Linked DNA regions of Pan troglodytes: all the other regions are linked to region 3. The links are chromatin contacts, called in public Hi-C maps. All regions are on one chromosome and are shown on one strand. Each heading gives the region's core, a stretch centred on a gene start, on an enhancer-like site or on the middle of the called end of the contact. The rest is flanking DNA. Distances are from core to core; before and after follow the strand shown.

Evidence for each region. Hi-C and Micro-C count contacts between places; a contact is called where the count stands out from the background.
Region 1: a Hi-C map of stem cell-derived neural progenitor cells shows a contact between it and region 3, with 8 times the contacts expected there. The contact joins two enhancer-like sites. A contact is called at or near these places in 5 of 7 Hi-C or Micro-C datasets (blood, induced pluripotent stem cells, a lymphoblastoid cell line and 1 more), 1 of 1 datasets of contacts at active chromatin or transcription factors (stem cell-derived excitatory neurons) and 1 of 1 other capture datasets (stem cell-derived neural stem cells).
Region 2: a Hi-C map of stem cell-derived neural progenitor cells shows a contact between it and region 3, with 9 times the contacts expected there. The contact joins two enhancer-like sites. A contact is called at or near these places in 1 of 7 Hi-C or Micro-C datasets (stem cell-derived neural progenitor cells) and 1 of 1 datasets of contacts at active chromatin or transcription factors (stem cell-derived excitatory neurons).

The regions. Positions count from the first base shown.
Region 1 is chr4:27,466,879-27,470,305 of NHGRI_mPanTro3-v2.0_pri, forward strand. All of the region lies in intron 2 of LOC112209211, which reads left to right. Among named protein-coding and RNA genes, the nearest start is that of MIR9-2, 14 kb to the right of the region's middle. Within about 2 kb of position 1,958, at least 9 of the 24 cell types and tissues checked have an H3K27ac peak or open chromatin away from gene starts, as enhancers often do. A contact at or near this core is called in stem cell-derived neural progenitor cells, where this site is marked.
Region 2 is chr4:27,486,835-27,490,039 of NHGRI_mPanTro3-v2.0_pri, forward strand. No RefSeq gene overlaps it. Among named protein-coding and RNA genes, the nearest start is that of MIR9-2, 5.9 kb to the left of the region's middle. Within about 2 kb of position 1,352, at least 17 of the 24 cell types and tissues checked have an H3K27ac peak or open chromatin away from gene starts, as enhancers often do. A contact at or near this core is called in stem cell-derived neural progenitor cells, where this site is marked.
Region 3 is chr4:28,369,674-28,373,073 of NHGRI_mPanTro3-v2.0_pri, forward strand. No RefSeq gene overlaps it. Among named protein-coding and RNA genes, the nearest start is that of CCNH, 370 kb to the right of the region's middle. Within about 2 kb of position 1,413, at least 6 of the 24 cell types and tissues checked have an H3K27ac peak or open chromatin away from gene starts, as enhancers often do. A contact at or near this core is called in stem cell-derived neural progenitor cells, where this site is marked.

The DNA of each region.
Region 1 (3,427 bases), core at 708-3,207, 900 kb before region 3:
TCAAACAATGAGAGTCCTTTCTAGCTAAGATTTTGGAGTCACAAATAAAGCTACATCCTAAAAAGCCAAAAGGAAAGGAAAAAAAAAAATCAACCCCTGCATTTATCAAGGTGCTTTCAATACCCAAAGACACCTCTGAACTGGGTTTTGTTGATGGGTGCTTGTTGTGTGCCCGGTGTAATTTTTTAATAAATATTTTCCTGTGCTATGAATGTTTCCATTTTTATAAGGAGAAAGCTGACTTTGAAATGCAGTGGGAAACAGGATTTGCCAAGAAAAAATGCCAGTAGGATAAAGCCCAATTTTATTATTAATAATATAGGTTTATTTGTATATCATACAAACTGCTAAGAGTCTCTTCTTCGATGTGAATTCCTGTATTATCAGGACACAGTCAAATCCACTTGTAAGAAAATTTAAAAAGAAAAAAAATACTTGCAGAACAGAGTTGAAATACAGGTTTCCTGGGCCTTTTAGTGATTTCTTTTTAAGAGGGAGAGAGAGGGGGACCTGACCTAAAACTCCTGGCTTTAGAGACACTAAAAGCTTCCAATTGTATTTAAATAAAACAGAATTAGCAAACTTTGGTGACTGTAGAGAACGAAGACAAAAATTTAGTCCTAATAAGAGCTCCCACCTTCCAGGCAAAATCTTTTAGACCCTAGTTCTAACCGGTATGTAAAGCTAAGAAAAATAATTTCCAAAATGAACTCTTGAAATTTGAATGGAAAAAAACTGCCTTTAATTCTGAGGTTTGTTAATAAGCAATATTTTACATAGAAATCTTAAGGAATGAAATTAGCTCCGATACCCCAGTGTTTCAAGGAAAGGGAATATGTTTTACTTTTGAGCAGGTTAGTATCAGAATCACACTCAGCCAGGTTTCTTAGGCCCAAGTGAGCCTCAGAACCTGATAAGGGGAAAAAGAAGGCATCTTGGGGCGTAATGGAAGCTGAGGTTCCCCCCTCCTCTACCCGCTGCTGGGACCAACATCACATCTCCTTCCCATATGAAATGGCTATATGCTATTACAGAAAAGACTAGATAAGAGAAAGTGAATCTGGAGTACATGAATTGCTTTTTTGCCATCCCCAACCTTGCTGAGCTTTCATCAGACCTGCCATGCCTTCACAACCTCTTACCTTCCCCAACATAAGCCAACAACCGAAGCCATGTCGCAGAAGATATATATGTAAATGTATGCACACATGTGTATGTGTGTGAGTATATATGTACACACACATATGCATATACTTTATGTATATATTTGCTTTGGTATATATGCTTTAAATATATATATTTATATATGCATATATACCTGTAGTTCTCAAAAATACCACCAGTAGCCCAAATTTGCCTTTATTTCAGGAGTAATTAAGAAGATTGTAATTCTTAAAGAAGAGCTACCAAATTTCACTCCCTGGAGGCAGTCTCAGGGCGCACTAAAGGTGCCCGAAGCTGGCTAGCAGGAGGGCTCGGCCAGATCGTGTGCCCGGCGCCAACCGCTGCCTGTGAGTCTGTGTCCTTGACTCACTCATTTCCCCGCTTCAGGGAGGATAATGAACTCTTTTCTTTTCCTAATTTGTAAAGATATCTTCTTTAGTCAGTGCTGAACTGGGAAAGGCGGTGAAGAGGCCTGGGTCATGAACCTGAGGAGGTCAAGGCTCCGACCTCTGCTTGGGTCTCTCATAAAACCAAGGGACGGTGGGCAACTGCATCTGAGGGTTTATCCGGTTCCCCAGAAAAAATGGACATGCGTGTGTGCCTGTGTGTTCAGTTCCATCCTACAGTCCTCCCAGGGGTCTCCAGAAAGCGTGGCTTTGTCTTCTCCAGGGCGGACGAGTCCTAGAGCAGTCCGCAGAGCCTTCGGTGAAGTTTCCCGCGGCCTCCCAAGTCCACGGAGCCCGGCACCCCGTCCCAGGGCAGCCCTGACGGCCCGGGCGCGGTACCCATGCGGCCAGTAGGTGTCGCTGTTCCCCTGCCGGCGGGAGCCAGGAGCCCCGCGCGGGCCCCCAGCGCCACTCAGCCTTCCGCTCCCGGCAGGTTCGCAGACCCACCGGAGCTCCCGAGAGAGGGCCGCTCTACCCGCCCCCGCCCCGGGACTGTGCCCGTGCTCACCTGGCCACCACCGTAGCGACACTGCCGGCCTAAGGAAGTACCTTCGGGGAGAGAAAGGAGAGACGGGTCTGTTGGGGCGAAACATGGGCCCCGACGGAAGCGGCTCCAAGCCGGCTTCTCTCGTGGCTCCCAACTCTCCCTCCTTTCTCTTCACGTGCCATGGGCGGCGGTGGGGCACTGAGGGCCTCCTGGTAAAATCCGAAGAGGGGAGATTCAACCGGGGTTCCATATGGGCTTTACGAATAAACAAGAGGTTGAAAATCCCAGCTTCGTGGGAGCTAGCTACAGAAAGAGTGGATTGGTTTCAACATTCTTGCCTCAAAAAAAAAAAAAAAAAAAAAAAAAAAAAAAAAAAAAAAGAAAGAAGAAAAGAAAAGAAAAAAGAAAAAGAAAAAGAAAAGAAAGAAACCTAGGCCTGGCTACATGCGTGGGCTACATACCACCTTGTACACACATGAACACAGAAGTGCCGGGTAACCGCGATCGCAGTCCCCTCCCCAGGCCCAGGAAGGAGCCAGTATTTGGAATGTGGTTGTCTTTCCCAAAAGCGTTGCTTGCCAAATATTATTTCCTCTTGGAAAACCTAGCAGTTAGCGAATCTTTGGAATCTGCATTGAAATGCTAGGTATTGAGAATTCTGCGCCCTTCTCTGGCGTCCTGCGGCTCCCTGCCTTCGGCCTCAGTGTGCCGCGAAAGAGATTATTAATCAGAGGCGTTCTTTTTGTATGTGTTTCAAAAGAAGGGCGTTTGGCTTATGAATACCTAAAGGGACATTTACAATGGGTACATCCTATAGGTGACTGGAGATTTTAGTATGATTCTGATTGTTTTGTACAGGGAAATCACTGCTCTGATTTGAGGATAGGGAGAGGGAGAGTGAGTTGAATTGGCTAAATTCAGAATCAGGTGTTATTCAGAGTTAGTTTGCAAAATGGAACTGGCTATGTGTTTAAATTAACGTCTAAAATCATATCTTCAGTCAAAATGTGACATTTTGCAGTAAAAATTTTAAAAAGATTCACATATTACCTGTAAAATTTAGGTAAAAGGAATAAATTCGTGAAGAAGAAAAACGTAACAATAAAATTTGAGACAGGAAGAAAAAAATTTTTCACTTAAAGTCCAAAATATTTCGGAACACCTCTTGTTGCTGGCCCTGGGCCGCCATCTCACCATTTCAGAGGACATGGTTGGACAACTGCCGAGTCGTTAAGGCAAGCCTTAATTTTTACCGTGAGGTAGCCAACATCATCTTTAAATGTAATATACTTTTCGCTATGTTTCATAAAATGAGCTTCTTTCTGCTAAG
Region 2 (3,205 bases), core at 102-2,601, 880 kb before region 3:
GTTAAAAAAAAGATTCAGGAAGACTTCTTCAGTGTCCTTGCTGAATGTGAATGGGTATTTTCACTAGTATCAATCCCTTAATGAAGTTGCCATTATGCATAATAATGAGATATGCATTATTTACATTCAAAATGGAATATTTTCCAAAGTGACTGTTCTTTAGGTCACCTTGAACAGTAAATTTTCCACCACAAGAGTTCTTTGTGTTTATTTTTAAAATTAAAATAATTTTCTTATTTGGAAAAATATAAAATTCTAATTTGATTTTTGTGTAGCCTGATGAAAATTAAGAAACCATTTAAATTATAAGGAAGCCATATAGATGAATACATATAAATATTTTAAGATATTTTAGCATTTTAGGAATTTTGACTTTTTAAAAATGGAGAGATGAAGCCAAAGGCTTTATTTTCCAATGTGGCTAGAAAATGAATGACAGTATGTAACTGTCTATGTATCTATTTTTTTCCCATGAATCTATACATCTGGAAATGTCACTGTGGTTTCAGAAAATTGATACCCTTTCCTCCCTAATGTGCTACAGTTAAGTAAAACACACCATAATATGTTGCATTTAGTGGGAGCTGGGGGTGGCAGTGGTGAGATGGGCAACACAGGACAAGGTGTTCTTTAAGACTAAGAACTTATTAGAATCAGTTATTGAGTAAAAAAGATATCTATAATGCTGGGTCGATTGTTTTAACATGACTACTTCGAGATAGTTAAACAGGTCCTACAGCAATTGGGACATGTAAGGCAGTTCTTCAGTGTCTCTGGATTTTAATGGATGGCTTTGTTAACCCTGTTTCTTTGCTCATCGGTTTCTTAACACAACTTAAACAACCTAGTACAGAAATCAGCAGAACCCTCTATTCCTATTTGCTCAGAGAACCCATTTCACCCCTTCTGGGAACTGTTCGACTTATTTGTGGAATTAATTCTAAGATGGTGAATGGAAATGGAAAGTATATAGTTGTGATTGATATTAAGGAATATTTATCTGCCCTCAATCAGGGCTGCGAGAGTTAGTGCACTTCCTTAGAAAGGTGATGACCATGTTTGAGGTGGGAGCGTGTGGCTTTCCGCTTTTCAGCCAACTGCCAGACCACAGGGGGTAGGGCTTTTAAAAAGTGCAGATAATCGACTTTATTCAGGGAAATAGGGAGTTTTGAGCCATATTTGTTCAAAAAGCAGCACATCACTGTGCTTGATGGTTTGACTTGGTTTTCGTTGAGCGCGGGCATAGCGCATTCTGGAGATCTAAAAATAGCCAGGCTTAGCCGCCGCCTTGCAAGGTACTTGGCGTGGGCGGTGCAAAGAGGAGACAGCCGACTCTGTGACTGGCTGCAGAAGCGGTTAGGCTAGGCAGTGGCAGCAGCGAAGGCGGCTGGCCCGCCGCGGGGCAGGACGACGCCTCCCGCTGACCGCCAACTGCCCGAGTCCTCCTGCAGCTGCTGCGGCTCGCGGCCCTCGCCTGAAAGCGGGCGTCTGATTGGTGTTTCCCGGGAGACAGGCTCCTCTAGCTGATGGAGCTGGTGCGCCGGCGCGCGCGCTCCCGGGTTGGCGCGCGACTGGGAGGCCGGGGGCGCGCTGCGGCCCGGGTAGCAGGCTGGGAGGCCGCCCAAGTTTGCGCTAGCTCAAGTTCCCGTGCCCGCGCTCGGCGCCTTGGAGGCTGCTGGACACCGGCGCGGAGCTGCGGGGCTCGGCAGGGGCGGGTCGTCAGACTGTCCTTTGCCTGGCACGCTGAGCTGCGTCCGCGAAGGCTATTCCGGTTTTTTTTTTTTTTAATTATTATTTGCCAGCCTCTCGGCCCCTAATCAGCGACCTTGGTCATTGCCTCTGCGCCACCTCCGGTCTGCGGTTGCTTGGGAATCCCTGAGTTGAGCTTGTGAATGGGGGTGGCGTCGAGGTTTAGTCACGCCTGGACGTCGGTTAGAGGCAGGCATCTCCCAGCGGCCACCCCCTGCCACAGGGCACCTTCCTCAGGCGGCACGCAACTTGTGGTTAAGAAGCTTTCTTTTGCTGACACTCGGTGTCTCTAGTTTTGCCCAGGCTTCTTCCCTGGACGTGATCAATATCATTGATATAGATATTGTGTAACCCCCAAATCCCCCCTCCCCGCCACCACCACACACACACCGTTATTAACTTAGTGAAAAGCTGCTAACGGAAAGGGTCTCCCTGCGGGGAAGCTGGGGGGGTGGAGCGGGGGCGGGGAAGTTTTGCTCGGTGGCCGGCGTTGGTGAGCGCTTGCCGCTCTGGGCCCTTCCCTGGGGCAACTCCCACTTCTACCCCCATTGCCCATAGGAGCTCAGGGCACATCTTACCCCATCATCAGATTTGCTGGAAATATTAATCTCCTTGTTGGGTGGATACAGTAGAACTTGTTCAGAGATTACTTTAAAAAGAGATCTGGGTCTTAAGCACTTACTAAAGCCAGTTAATAACATCATGCATGGACATTTAAACTTGTTGTAAGTTGCAGAGAGGATTAGCGGGAAGTCACGCTGTGCGCAGCTAATGATACCATCTTAACTCTAACTGGGCTAAATCCAACTCGCCCGGCACAGGTCCGGCTCTGCGGCCCTCGGGTGAGGCTAGGAAAGAGCGCCTTGGAAAGAGGCCTTGGAAAGAGGGCCGAGACTGGCGGAGCCGCCCCGATCCTTACTGCGGGTGACGGTCACTGGTCCTGGGAGGCTGCGGGCGGTCCTGCTGTTGCGTAGGCACGAGCCCAGGGACTGAGGCCCAGGCCTCCCGGTGCACACTGACACACCGCCGTCCGCGGGCTGAGCTTCAGTGACACCGAAGGGCACTGGCCAACATGTCAAAACAGTTTTGATTCCATGAACCAAAGGGCGCACAAGGTCTATTGCAAGCTCAGGTGAAGTCGTGGGACTCCAAAGGTAGTGGCTTTCTTGCTGCTGGTCGATTTGCATTACAGAGGCCGTTTACTTTCAATTCCACTTTTACAAAAGTAGTCAAGCTCTGTATTTCACAGGTAAATTTCGAAGGATATTATTAACAACTTCCTGTCATAGGCTTCCTCAACTACTTTCGGTCTGATTACTGTTTTAAAGCAGTTTGCTACCACTTTATGACAGGGCCAATGAGAAATAATCTTCAGAAAATGCTTCGAAAATGCTGCGTTATTAAAACACTTACCTAACAATATTCATTTAATTCTGTCACTAAGTAGCTGTCTGAC
Region 3 (3,400 bases), core at 163-2,662:
TCATTTCACCTATTAATATGACAAATTAACATGTTCTTATAAACCAGAACTACACAGGGTAAAAACAAAAATGTAACACTATGAAGCAAGTTTTGCCAAGTTGCCCATTTGTTCTCCAATGTTTGCATTTTAAAGAGGTATAACTACATTATTGAATTCTTATTTTGCCAAATATTTTAGTTGAATGCCCTCATAAAATCTCCGGTTTTCATAAATTCATGGATATTAGGGCTAAAAGTGTACATTAAAAATGATACATCTTGCTCTGAGACACTATACAGGAAAAAAATAACTTTTCAGAGGTGGATAAAAACTGAAAAAAAAATGCTTTTAAAAATCTTTCAGTTTTTGAACTGGTATGATATTATACCAAAACTGTAAAACCCATTATACGTATAAACATAACTATATCAGTAGCATATGAAGTAAATTATGCACTTCAGTTCGCCAATGTGTAATATCATTTTTGATCATATGTAAATTTGCTATAAGAGGTTTTAAAAGGAATCTTTAAAAATATACCCCAAACGACAACAGATTTGTCATTCATGCACTGCTGAGCATAGAGGCCTAATTTTACCTTTTTGCTATTATTTTAAATTAAGGCACTTATCCGAAAGATCAAAACAGCTTTTACATTGGACACTTTGTGAAGGGAGATAGTGATAATATCTGGAGGAATATGGTAATTAGTCCTGTTGTGGAGGCACAGAGAGACGCCTCATGCATGTATTGGGAATCTGCAAAGACCAAATATAAAAGTATATCTCAAAGTTGGGAGGGTAGATTAGAAGGTGCCTAGTGATCTGGCAGAAACATTAAATAAAGCAAAAAACATTGCATTTATAAAGCAAGAACAAAGACATTTCCTTTTGCTTTGCTGGTAAAGAATATTAAAAGAGGACAACCTCCTTTTTGACAGCAGTTTTAAATCCAGCTTTTCATATTACAGTCCTTAATGAGGGACCCCACAATATCAGATGAAGAAAAACAAAGAGAATTTTTGATGAAAAAAAAAAATTAGGAAAAAGAGAGGGGATGACTGAGAATATGCAAACTTTGTCTGCAGTTGTTTGAGCACAGGCATAATGCTGAAGGGACTTTTTCCCTCTAACTACCTATTAAGGAAGGCTGCATAACAAATAGCAGACTATCCCCTAAAGAGCTGAAAGGTAAAGTTCTCAGGAAGCCCCAGTAAATACTGAAATGATTTTTACTATTCCAAATTTAATTCGACATTTTCTTAGTGTGTGTATGGGGAGGGCGGAATACCCCCTTTGTGTCCTAAAAAGTGTCATGCAACACAGAAAGATCTCTCTGAAAGAAAACGCATCTTACTTGACTAAACACTGAGCTCTCAGCGTGAAGAGAATAAACGCCTCAATGTTACACGCGGCCGTGTGGCAGAGCAGGTCCAATGCAGTGCTCTCACGCCATCTAGCGGCTTTGTGAGAAGTCTCTCTTCTGTGATCTCAGTGAGCCACTCCTGTTTGTATTTAAGTAGTGCCTATAATGCAAATGGAAGTGCAAATAGAAGAGAGAAATTGCCATAATTATTCAGAGAATTTGGACACAAAGTAGTTATTTTGCTTGAAAAATATAATTTTTCAGGATGAAATATTCCAGCAGTTTAAATACCCTGGCTTAAAATTTTTGGTGCCATTTTGGTTTAAGCGGAAGTGGTTTCAGAACTAGGGCCCTTCCTTTCACTTTTGTCTAATTATCTGCTACATCTCTTTCCTTTCTTCTTCTCTACTTTCCTTTATTTTCACATCATACTTTTCTTTAAAATTTCTGTTTTGATTTCAAATTTCTCAACGGCTTGAAGCTTTCTTTCTTTTTTTTTTTTTTTTTTTTGCTTGTATTCATCAGGCTTTTATTTTAATAAGATGCCCCCTTTGGCATTCTAATTTGAGACAATAATAGGTAATAAAATCAAAGAACCAACTTTCTGCTTCTTGGAAACACCCAAAATAGTGCTATCCTCAGATACTCTTCCCCTACCAACCCTCAGATGTGCTGCCCTGCAAGCAGCACTTGGAATGTCAAATTGCAAAGATACTGTTTACAAGCTATTTTAGCCACTCTCAGAAATACAAGTTTCCACTGTCATCTTTGCAAAATGGCATTATACACACTATTTATATGAATAGAAAGTGTGCTCGAACTTTGCTTAATGAATCAATCTTCAACTAGTGTAAAGTCTACTTAACCAAAATGACGTTTCATTCTTTTCCTATTTGAGAGTTATTTCATAGGCCTAGGCATTCTCCCTTTTGATACCATTGAGTCACACATTTTAATATTACATTTATTATATCTACAGATGGAAACTCTTATACTCTGAAAATATAGTTTCCTTTTTGGATAATGTGAAAAATTAAATTTACAGTGTTTTCATTGAGATACCTTTTAATGATACAAAGAAGCTAATTGCTATATTTGTATAACAAACATCTGCATAGTATTAGTCATGAACCAGGATTAAAGTTTCTAAATCACCAATAAAAGGGGCTGTTGGTGGGAAACTAAATAGGAATTTTGAAGACCCCATGTATTTTATTGCGTTTGGGAATCAATAAGAAATACAAGTTGCGACTTTCTCTACACATGTGGTGTTCAAAGACCGATAAATATTTTAAATCAAACATCCTTACTTGAAGGGATTTAGTAAATTAATTTAGTACTTGTTGAAGAGGTGTGCACATTTAACCTTTCAAACATTATAAGTAATATACAAGTGGAAAATAATTTTGTTTTTTTGTTTATATTAAAAATTCACTTTCAAGGATTCAATTATGAACAAACAAAAATTCATAAAATCTGAATTTAACATTTCTCTGATAAGTATGATGTTATTTGCCTTTGCTGTGTTCTTTTTGAACATTTATATTTCATCATTTAATTTAGACTATGAGCAAATATTTTAAAGTAAGGATGCTTTTTAAAAAAATGCTGAATCAGGAAGAATGTTCTTTGATTTTTCTACTTTGTACTAATTTTAGTATACATTTTCTTAAAGAGAGGTCAAGTCGGGGTTTTCGCCTTTCAAACAACCATAGGGAAAAATTCATGTTACACAAAATGCTCATTTTTTTTTCCAATTTTTTCTTGGAATGACAATATGAAATCTTAAACAATAAATGTTTACAGATGATATCTATATATATTCTAGTAGATCAACTGGTTGGTGATTTTTAAAAACTGATATTTTAACTATAATTTTCTTATCTGAAGACATTATCTGGTGATTTTAAAATTGTACTTTTATTACATTTTCTAATAATTATTATATATGTAATTTGATTTTATTTTCAAATGTAAAAAGAAGCTATTTATAAAATTCTAAGTAATATTGGTCCAATTTTAATTGAAATCCAGCAGTGTTTCTACCAATTTT